Regions from separate parts of the Hermetia illucens genome. Here region 1 is linked to region 2. A link is a contact called in public Hi-C data. All regions are on one chromosome and are shown on one strand. The core of a region is the stretch at or near the end of the contact, and the rest is flanking DNA. Distances in the headings are between cores, read along the strand shown. Region 1 holds the start of LOC119653191 (serine/threonine-protein phosphatase 2A 56 kDa regulatory subunit epsilon isoform). Region 2 holds the start of LOC119653262 (attractin-like protein 1).

Region 1 (4,506 bases), core at 1,299-3,798, 150 kb before region 2:
CTCCCCTAAAATCCTTGTGAAGTGCCTTAGTCCTGGAATAAATCCCGAGCCCAAGAGCTTTTGGGCCGTACAGAATTACAACTTCCCCATCCCCTCATCCCCAGACCCTACAAATCGCATCGCCAAAATTTCAGAAGAGACTCTCAAGCACTTCATTTCCCGAGTTCAAACTGGAGCCAGGGTACGGAAATTAGACCAATAATTCTTTGGTGACGAAAGAGGTCTCTGATTTTAGGGTGGGGAAGCTGCAATTCTTCTTATACGCTACGAACTGGATCTGCATATCTGAGCGCGATAAATTGAAAGGACACTGTAAGTAGCAGACTTGAAATAAATTATTCATGGACAGAGGTTTCAATAATCCCGAATATTAGTGGGCTAGTAAAGTCTAGTAAGACTATTACAAACGTGAGCCCAGCTGGATTTTCCCGGAAAAAGAGTATCACTGTGCGTCAAAATAGAAATTTGGAAACATAATAATGGTAGGCCAGGGTTATCTTGAGATTATTTACTTAGATTAACTGAAACAATTGATCGAAGGCCATCGTCTTGTCAAAGGGGTATTTCTCAAAACATTGCAAAGTTCCAAACTTTCAGTCGAACGGAATTCCTGGCTATCCCTTAATAAAGTTTTATATTCTTTCATTTGTTTGCTCATGGAGGAATGTTGTCCATTCGATTTCTCGATAGTTTCCTACAGCTCTAGGATGTCTCCTTGCACCGCAACTTATTTGCCGATGTTTTTTGTGAAACACGACAGCAAGGGGGCGATGACTTTTCCTGACCTACTGCAAATTTTATTTACTAGATTCTACCCCTTCCTCACAATAGCTTTCCCAATGAACCAAAAAGCAAAAAATACTCGTTTGATAGTGACGAGTACACCACACGTCTCCACCTGTTTAACTGCAAAAAATATCGACCGGAAAAAACAAAACTGTAGTCATTCTTAGACGCACCCTATTGCTAAACCTACTCTGATAACAGGGGTCTCTAAAGCTCAAGGTTTTGGCGGCTACTTAATTAGTTTTGAACCAGAATCAGCGGCGCGCATCAAATAAAACTTTTTTCAAGATCAACCGGAGCAATTAGCATCTCTGCGAGCATTTCCCTTACTTCGTATGAGCTTTGAAGGCATCTCCACGGGGGCGGCGACATAACAACGCCGCGTACGAAAGGACAATCGGAAAGATAAACTGCCCAAAACAAAGATGACTTACCCCGAGCGAAACGAGCTGGCCCACGGCCGCAAACGGCAACCCTTCGCCGCCGCCAGCACCTCGCTCTCGCCGGATAATCAATCGATGCGAAAGCGATCTGTAAAGTGCGAAACTCTTGCGGCGCCCAAAGGACACCGCAAGCAACACCTCAGCTCGCCTTCTTCGCCGTGTCGCAGTCGCGACGGATAAATAGAAGAAAGCCTCGTTAAGTAACACAATGTCAAGCGTATCGACGTCGGGAAAAATTAGGAGGCTCCTCGTCATATTTTTACGTCGGAGCCCGCAGAGAGGAAAAATTCTAATTTTAACCTTCCCTCCGCGCCCCCGGCGGGGAGTGTGTTCCCCAAGAACCGAGTAGAATCGGGACGACACAGTTTGACAGTCGCTACGACGTTCCGACTCCGTTCGACTGGCAGCCCACGGCGGACGGCGGCAACGGAACACGAAACCCACAGAACGCATTCCACTCCGCAATCTCTTTTCTTCTGCGGGGCAAATGTAGGGAAACTTACCATTCATCCGAGGGAAAATGCCACAGGGTCCAGCGAAGCCTCGGCTGGGTCCGGTGGGGCGCGGGCTCCCTGGAGCACCCTGCTTGGATCTGCGGTCGGTCCGGCGACAGTCGCAGGTTCACTCTCGGCTGTTATGTCGCCAATGCAATACACAAAACACTTGCAGCTTAGCCTCGGCTCGGCCGCTCGGCGGACGGTCTTTTCACGCGGGGGATCCTCGCCCTCAACCAACGAACAAACGCTTGAGCCGTGCACGGGTCCGATTTCCTGCCCGGGGTCGCGTCACGCTCCCTGCCCGCAAAATAAACCGTACGAAAAGTCTGAGATGAGATTTCACACGACGGCGACGTCGAAGCGGCAGCTCTAGTAAATTTTTCACGGACCCAGAACTGTCATCGAAACTGACTTCCACTCGACGAGAACGACGACGGCGTTCAAACACATATCTTTCCACCCTCCAGAGACGAATCACGAACGCGGCGCTCGGCGAGCAGATCTTTTCGCCAGGGTACTCGCACCGTCGCCAGCAATTTGAAAACTTGTTACGTCGCGGATTTCTGAACGTTCTGTTCGATTTTTCAACCGCAGCGAAGAGGCGGCGATTTTTTTGATACTTTCATTCACGGGAAAAAGAGCAACTCTCCACACTGGCTACCGAGTCGCGTTTCGATTCGACTGTGGTTCGGTGCAGGCGCCGTTTTCACAGATGTGTGGCAAGTCTACACAACGATACTGAACGCGTCAACTTCGAGTAGGATGCAAATGCTGCTTTTTGAAACTCAAATTATCAATCATTTTGGCAAACTTTCATACTGTACTACACCAATTACGCTTTATACACTTCAGTTTACGATGATCGTTATGTAAAATACATTCCCTCCTCAGCGAGATACCTTGTTGAAAATAACTTGTGTACGCTCAATGACTGAATACAATCAACAGTCGCACGTTCAATGCCCATGCTCCGAATGACATTCCAAACTAAATCTAGAGTACAGCATTGCTTCTTTCGCATGATCTATGAATCAGTTGGCACAGGCGCTAACTGCCTTTTCTTACTCATAACAATTTAAACGGCGCGTTAATATGTTTTTCGTAATTTATCTGTTAAAACTTACTGCGCATGACTAAAATGGGTGGGATCAGGTTCTGAAGTCAATATTTGTATTATAAACCGATTTAACGTTCAAATTGGCATCCCAACGGCAGTTTAGGGCAATAACTTCTAGCGCAGGACCACTGCTCACAAGGCATGCGAAGGGAAAACGATAGCAGTTACTGTTTACACCAGTTGGGTCTTTCTTGACATCGTCCGAAGGGAAAAGTATTGGAGAGGGTGATATACAATAGGATCTCCCCATTTATTGAGGAAGTTTGTGATCCGCTTATTAGTTACAAGTATAGCAAAGACTATGAGAAGTAGGAACATTCACGTAATTGAATATCTATATTGAATTACTGTTTACGCATAAGTGAGTATAAAATATCATTGTTCGCATGTGCGTAACCAAGCTAAATTTTAACTTGAGGGGGTCATCCCGTGTGAAGGCCGTTTTTTTGGCTCTTTTTAGAAATTTTTTGTGAAGAACTGGATAAAGATACAAATCCAAAATTTCACCATACATTTATTAATATCTTGAGTATTCTTAATCATTTGTTCAGGGCAATTTATACACCCATCTCCAGAAAAGGTGGTTTTCTGCTGCCACGCTGGAGGGCGCTGCGATCATTTTAAAGAAAAACAGTAAACGGCATTTTAACGTACAGACTTAACTACAGTCCGCAAACTAGGATTATTAAAAAATATTAAAAACTAAATTTTTGGTGCCGTGTTAAACTTCTTTTTAAATTTTGGTGTTTTTTTACGGCTTCTTAAATGAATAAAAAAAAAACTACTGAATGAATCGCAATTATCCTAGTTTGCCGACCGTAGAAATATGTTCTGAATAAGTCCTGAAAATTTCAAGGAATTTCGTTGGATAGATTTTGAGCTATGGTGGCAGCCGATTTTCAACATGCGGTTTCGTGAAAAACGCATTTAAAAAGTAGAATGCGATTTTTAGCCGTAAAGCCTTAACTGACCAATAATCTGCTATACCTAGTACATAAACCTTAGGTTTCTTGACGAAACACATGTACAGTCTTGCCTTCAATTTTTGTCCATGCCAAAAAAAAAATCGATTCCGCGAATCCGACACATGGGATGACCCCCTTAAGAATAAATTAAGAGTCGATAAATAAACTTAACTAATAAGTCAATCTGATTTCGTTTCCTTTTTGGGATATCGTCATAACTTTCATTCTAACGAATTGCCGGTTGTCCGAATCATTTGCTGACCGGCCGCATGAACGGTCAAAACTGATAGACCAAATTTATCCCATCCTGGCTACGGCCACCGGTCAAATGGACTATTCATGAGTAACTGACAGGCCGAACTGAACGTGGATGGCGGGCTTATGCAGTGTTGTCGGAAGGGAAAAAATATGGTATCGAAAAATGTGAGAGAAAAGTACGAAGTGGTATCTTTATATGAGCGTACTTAGGTCTGAGTAAAAAACATGTCGGGAAACCGGAAGCTGGACGCTTCAAGTATAAGAGGTTTTGTGTTTCCCTATGTGAGGAACTTTGAGTGCGTGACAGTTCCACGGGTACATAGTTAAATATTCAACTGTGCGCTATCTTTTAAAGATCCATTTATAAAAAAAAAATCATCTTGAAAGCACTGCATTTATAATAGTCAACCTTATAGCCTTGGCACTAGGAATATTTATAT
Region 2 (4,034 bases), core at 658-3,157:
TTGACGCTATAGTACAAACATTTTGGGTTTTCTGTTATTTTTGAAGCCCTTTGTGGATGATTTTTTCTGAAGCATTGACTTGTTTGTCATCTTTTACAGATTCTTCTACCACATTATCTCATGTATTGCTCTCCAAGCTGAGGTTCACGTATGTACCATTCACGTACCGTCCTAAACCGCATAGCTTCTGAATTATATTCGGTTATGCGCTGCCTTATACTCCGTCCATTCTTTATCTATAATTGCTTGTACTCCAGTAGGAACTGTGTATACCTCCCGATTGCGAACGGTTATAATAATAAAAACTCGACTGTCACCTCCATAAAAGAATAAGCACCTTTTTCTATCTCAGCAAAGTTTGCATACCAGAAATTATCACTTGAACATATAATCAACTCTTGTGTGACTTACGGCAATGAGTTAGGCCGTGCAGATAACGCAGAGTACACAGAACGTATATCGCCCAGCTATTTTAGTTTATGCGGCCAGAATTTTCTGGAGACCTCTCAACATCCCGCACTTTACTAATGCAAAGTCAAGATCGTTTTTTATTGTTGTCAGTTCTTATGATTACGCCTTTTCGATTCCCTCCCGCCGTTGCACTAACGACGCAATAAATGACGAATATTTGCGCCTAATGGAATTCTCATTTACCTGAATTGTTGGTTGGGCAGCCGTTGATCTTGTATGAGATGTTGAATCCCGACATGTTGTAGGCATCGTCACTGAAAAAGTGCAGCAGCGCCGATCCCGACTTGGCGATGATTTCCGGGACACGCCTTATGTGGAAGTTCTTCCGGTACATGAGACCGCTGGGAAGGAGATAGAAATTCATTAACTCCCCCACAGCACACGGAGAACGGGCTTGAACTCACCTGAAAACCGCCAGCAAGGGCGACTCCACACTGTCGCCGTCGTAAATGTACAAGTGATCCCATCCGCATTCCGTGGCGAATTCCTCCAGGTGCAAGCGGATTCTTGACTGGAACGGCCGGAACTTTGTGGACACGCTGTTGCTGTAATCCCGAGCGTCAATAAGCCAACTACATTTCACGCTCACCGAATAGTTCCCGAAGCCGTCGTGGATAATGCCTTCCGGATCTGTGAGCCTACGGAAAATAGCACGAGTAAACACCCAATGTCACGGTCAATTATCAGAAGGGGGCAAAGTAGCGATTCGGGTTGGAAGCCCGTCAAGAGCATCACTTGCGTAAGGCCCCCGCTAGGCTGTCGAGCCGAAGAGTAAGGCACTTATCAAGCTAATATCGATAAGTTGTTTATAGTGTACGTTGTTATTGTCATTTCTGTGCAAATAGGCCCGGAGCCAGCAATCTACGCTTCCAAGTTTTGTCAAATTATCAGGGGATGGATGCCCGATTCTCGCTACCCTGACTACTGCGCCCTTATCAGCAGACCCTTATCACAAGCAGCCGCTTGGGCCGGGCGAGTTTCCGGGGCGCCCCAGAGCCTACCTGACTTTTCCGCCGCAGTACTGACAGAATGGACCTTGCCAGCCGTCTGGACAAACACAAGATCGATTTTTGCAAATTCCACCGTTCATGCAGGCGGCATCCGACGTGCAGTTGACGGCTTCCGACAGGGCTAATACCGAGGAGAAAACCGCGATAAACAGTAACAGACTGAAAACAGCGATTTTCCGACGATATTTCACATTGAACGGTTTGACGCACATATTTCCTCGCGCAAACATCTTCGTATGTTCAAGCGCTCATTTTTCCGGTGGCATTCAATTTGCTCGTTGCAGCTTACGCGCTAATTCGCCCGAGTTAGCACAGCCTACACATTATTTTCACAAGGAGTAATAATAAATGTCTGCAACGCGAAACTTTCTTCTGAGATTTTTATTTGACACCAGCTGAGAACGACAGACATACACACTCATACTAAGAGGCGGACGGCTCCTCACGTACGTACACAAATATCAGGTTGGGAAAGCGAAGCGTAGAAATGTGGGAATGTTCAATGCACGTTCGAGATTGAAGGGAAAGGGCGCTAAATTCAGTTTGAATTCCGGTGCTTGCATTTTTGACAATCCAATTCCCTGAATTAACTGATGTTTCAGCTTTTAGGTTAGCAAATAAATTAGATTTAATAACGACCTCGTTATCTTGAAGCACGTTCAATCTCCTTCATTAAGTATCTAAATTTCTCATTGAGTTAATATTGATATAAAGTGTTTACAGGATTTGTCTCAACACTACTTTTTTCGCGAAATTATAAATCAAATAAAAGTTTGCTGATGCTCACGGGTGATTTGCATCAGACTTACTGCAAGAAGTGAGTGGTAAATTTTCAACGTTGCCTTTTAGCAAGAAACTTTCCGTTGTGCGATTGAATAACATTATTTAAAAAGTGTGTTCTTTCGAGTTTAAGAAAACCAGTAATTTAGCAGCAATGCACGCTGAGTTGTAAGTCGAAAGTTAATTCAAGTATTAGGAGCGTTGGGAGTCCCCTACCATGCCCTAAGTTGTACAAATCTGCTTCAAATATGCAGGTGATGCTCTACAGGGTCGAAAGTGATAAACGACCTAGGGACAATGAAGGAAACTCAAGCTGTCTAAACATGGCAATGTGAATAACAGAAACGCATTAAGAAGTTTGTACCAAGAGCGAAATAAAATCTTCTATACCAGTATCCGAAATTTTTCCAAACGACGGCTTTGAAATTTCTCCGGCAGGTAGGCGATAAGTTCGGAGGTTTCCAATCAGTTTCCGGTAGAATGGTTCAAAAGAAAAGTTATGTCGAATAAGGAGACTGACGACGATCAACCAGAAAAAACTAGAACTACCATATTTTAGTCAATTTGCTCAATTTGACCGCCGTGTTTTTTCTCATTTAATGTGTAATATTGGTAACTTTTCCATAATTGAGCCCATCATTTATACATGTCAATTAAAAGCTAACATAATGAGGGAACTTTTGTCAACTTTGCAGGTTTGTAAGTTTTTAAAACAGCGTTACGGTGTTGCATTTTGAAAATTATATGGAAAATGGATTTTGAGATTTCTTTAAAGTTTAAACAGTTAAATGTTCGATTGATAATGATCTTTACAATTGAAAAAAATATCCACTTACAAGAGATTTGATGTAGTTTTCGAAAATGGTATCAAATTTGAGATTAAATGATTGAGGGCGTGGATAATTGTGATTTTGTTGAGTACTTGAGACACTATTCACAAAAAACGCTATAACTCAGTAACGGTGGAGACCAATTTCCTCAAACAAATGTACATTATTAGAAACCTATCATCGTGAATGGGACACACTGTTAGTTAGTATTCTTGTAAAAAAGATAAAGCTGAACTCAATAGTCGGGATTACTAATCTCGCTAATGCTAAAATCGCTAAAAATCAAATTAAACTATGCCAACGTTCACAAAGAACTGCGATTAAAAGGCATTCGTTCACCCCTTCCAGACGACAGAAAACCTCTGGCATTAACAAGTTCAAGTTTTCACTATATAGAGTCGGATTAGCATCGGTAGCGGATGCAATAAAACTTGGTCAAACAAAGGTCTTTCTCGATCAAAAGGTTGCTTGGGAAAAGGCCCTAAAATTATGACGATACAAAGTGTCAATATCTGAGCAGTCAACTGCTGTGTCCAAGGTGTGTTAAATGTGCTGGTACTCATCTAATCAAACAATGACCAATGAATATGGAACTTAGCAATAAAGATGAAGGGAACAATGATCCTTCCAATGTATTGGTTGTGGAGAAACCAGCCACCCAGTCAGTTGCTCCAAATGCATTTGAATATTAAATGAGAAAAGGGCGAAAGGGAATCAAGCAAACTTTAAGTCTTTCTCATGTGCCTGTAGTTACGCTTTTCTGCAATATTTGTACTTTCTGGTTGAATTACTGCCTACTTCCCAAAAAACAGAAACAAGAGGCTTATTTACAATTTCCTCCGGAACTTATTCGCAACCAAACTCAAGTTTAAATTCTTAACACTGAAATCGAGCTAATTGATCATGACAAGAGATTAGCTTTAATAGACTTGCCTAACTGAAT

Evidence for each region. Hi-C and Micro-C count contacts between places; a contact is called where the count stands out from the background.
Region 1: a Hi-C map of an unstated tissue shows a contact between it and region 2, with 5 times the contacts expected there. The contact joins the promoter of LOC119653191 here to the promoter of LOC119653262 in region 2. A contact is called at or near these places in 2 of 2 Hi-C or Micro-C datasets (an unstated tissue and whole body).

The regions. Positions count from the first base shown.
Region 1 is chr3:88,583,625-88,588,130 of iHerIll2.2.curated.20191125, reverse strand. LOC119653191 (serine/threonine-protein phosphatase 2A 56 kDa regulatory subunit epsilon isoform) reads right to left here and starts at 2,548. Exons shown (of 8, transcript XM_038057749.1): 1 at 1,733-2,548.
Region 2 is chr3:88,434,064-88,438,097 of iHerIll2.2.curated.20191125, reverse strand. It overlaps LOC119653262 (attractin-like protein 1), which reads right to left and starts at 1,907. Exons shown (of 10, transcript XR_005249666.1): 1 at 1,473-1,907; 2 at 876-1,109; 3 at 655-812. It overlaps LOC119651577, which reads left to right and starts at 2,045. Exons shown (of 2, transcript XM_038055215.1): 1 at 2,045-2,298.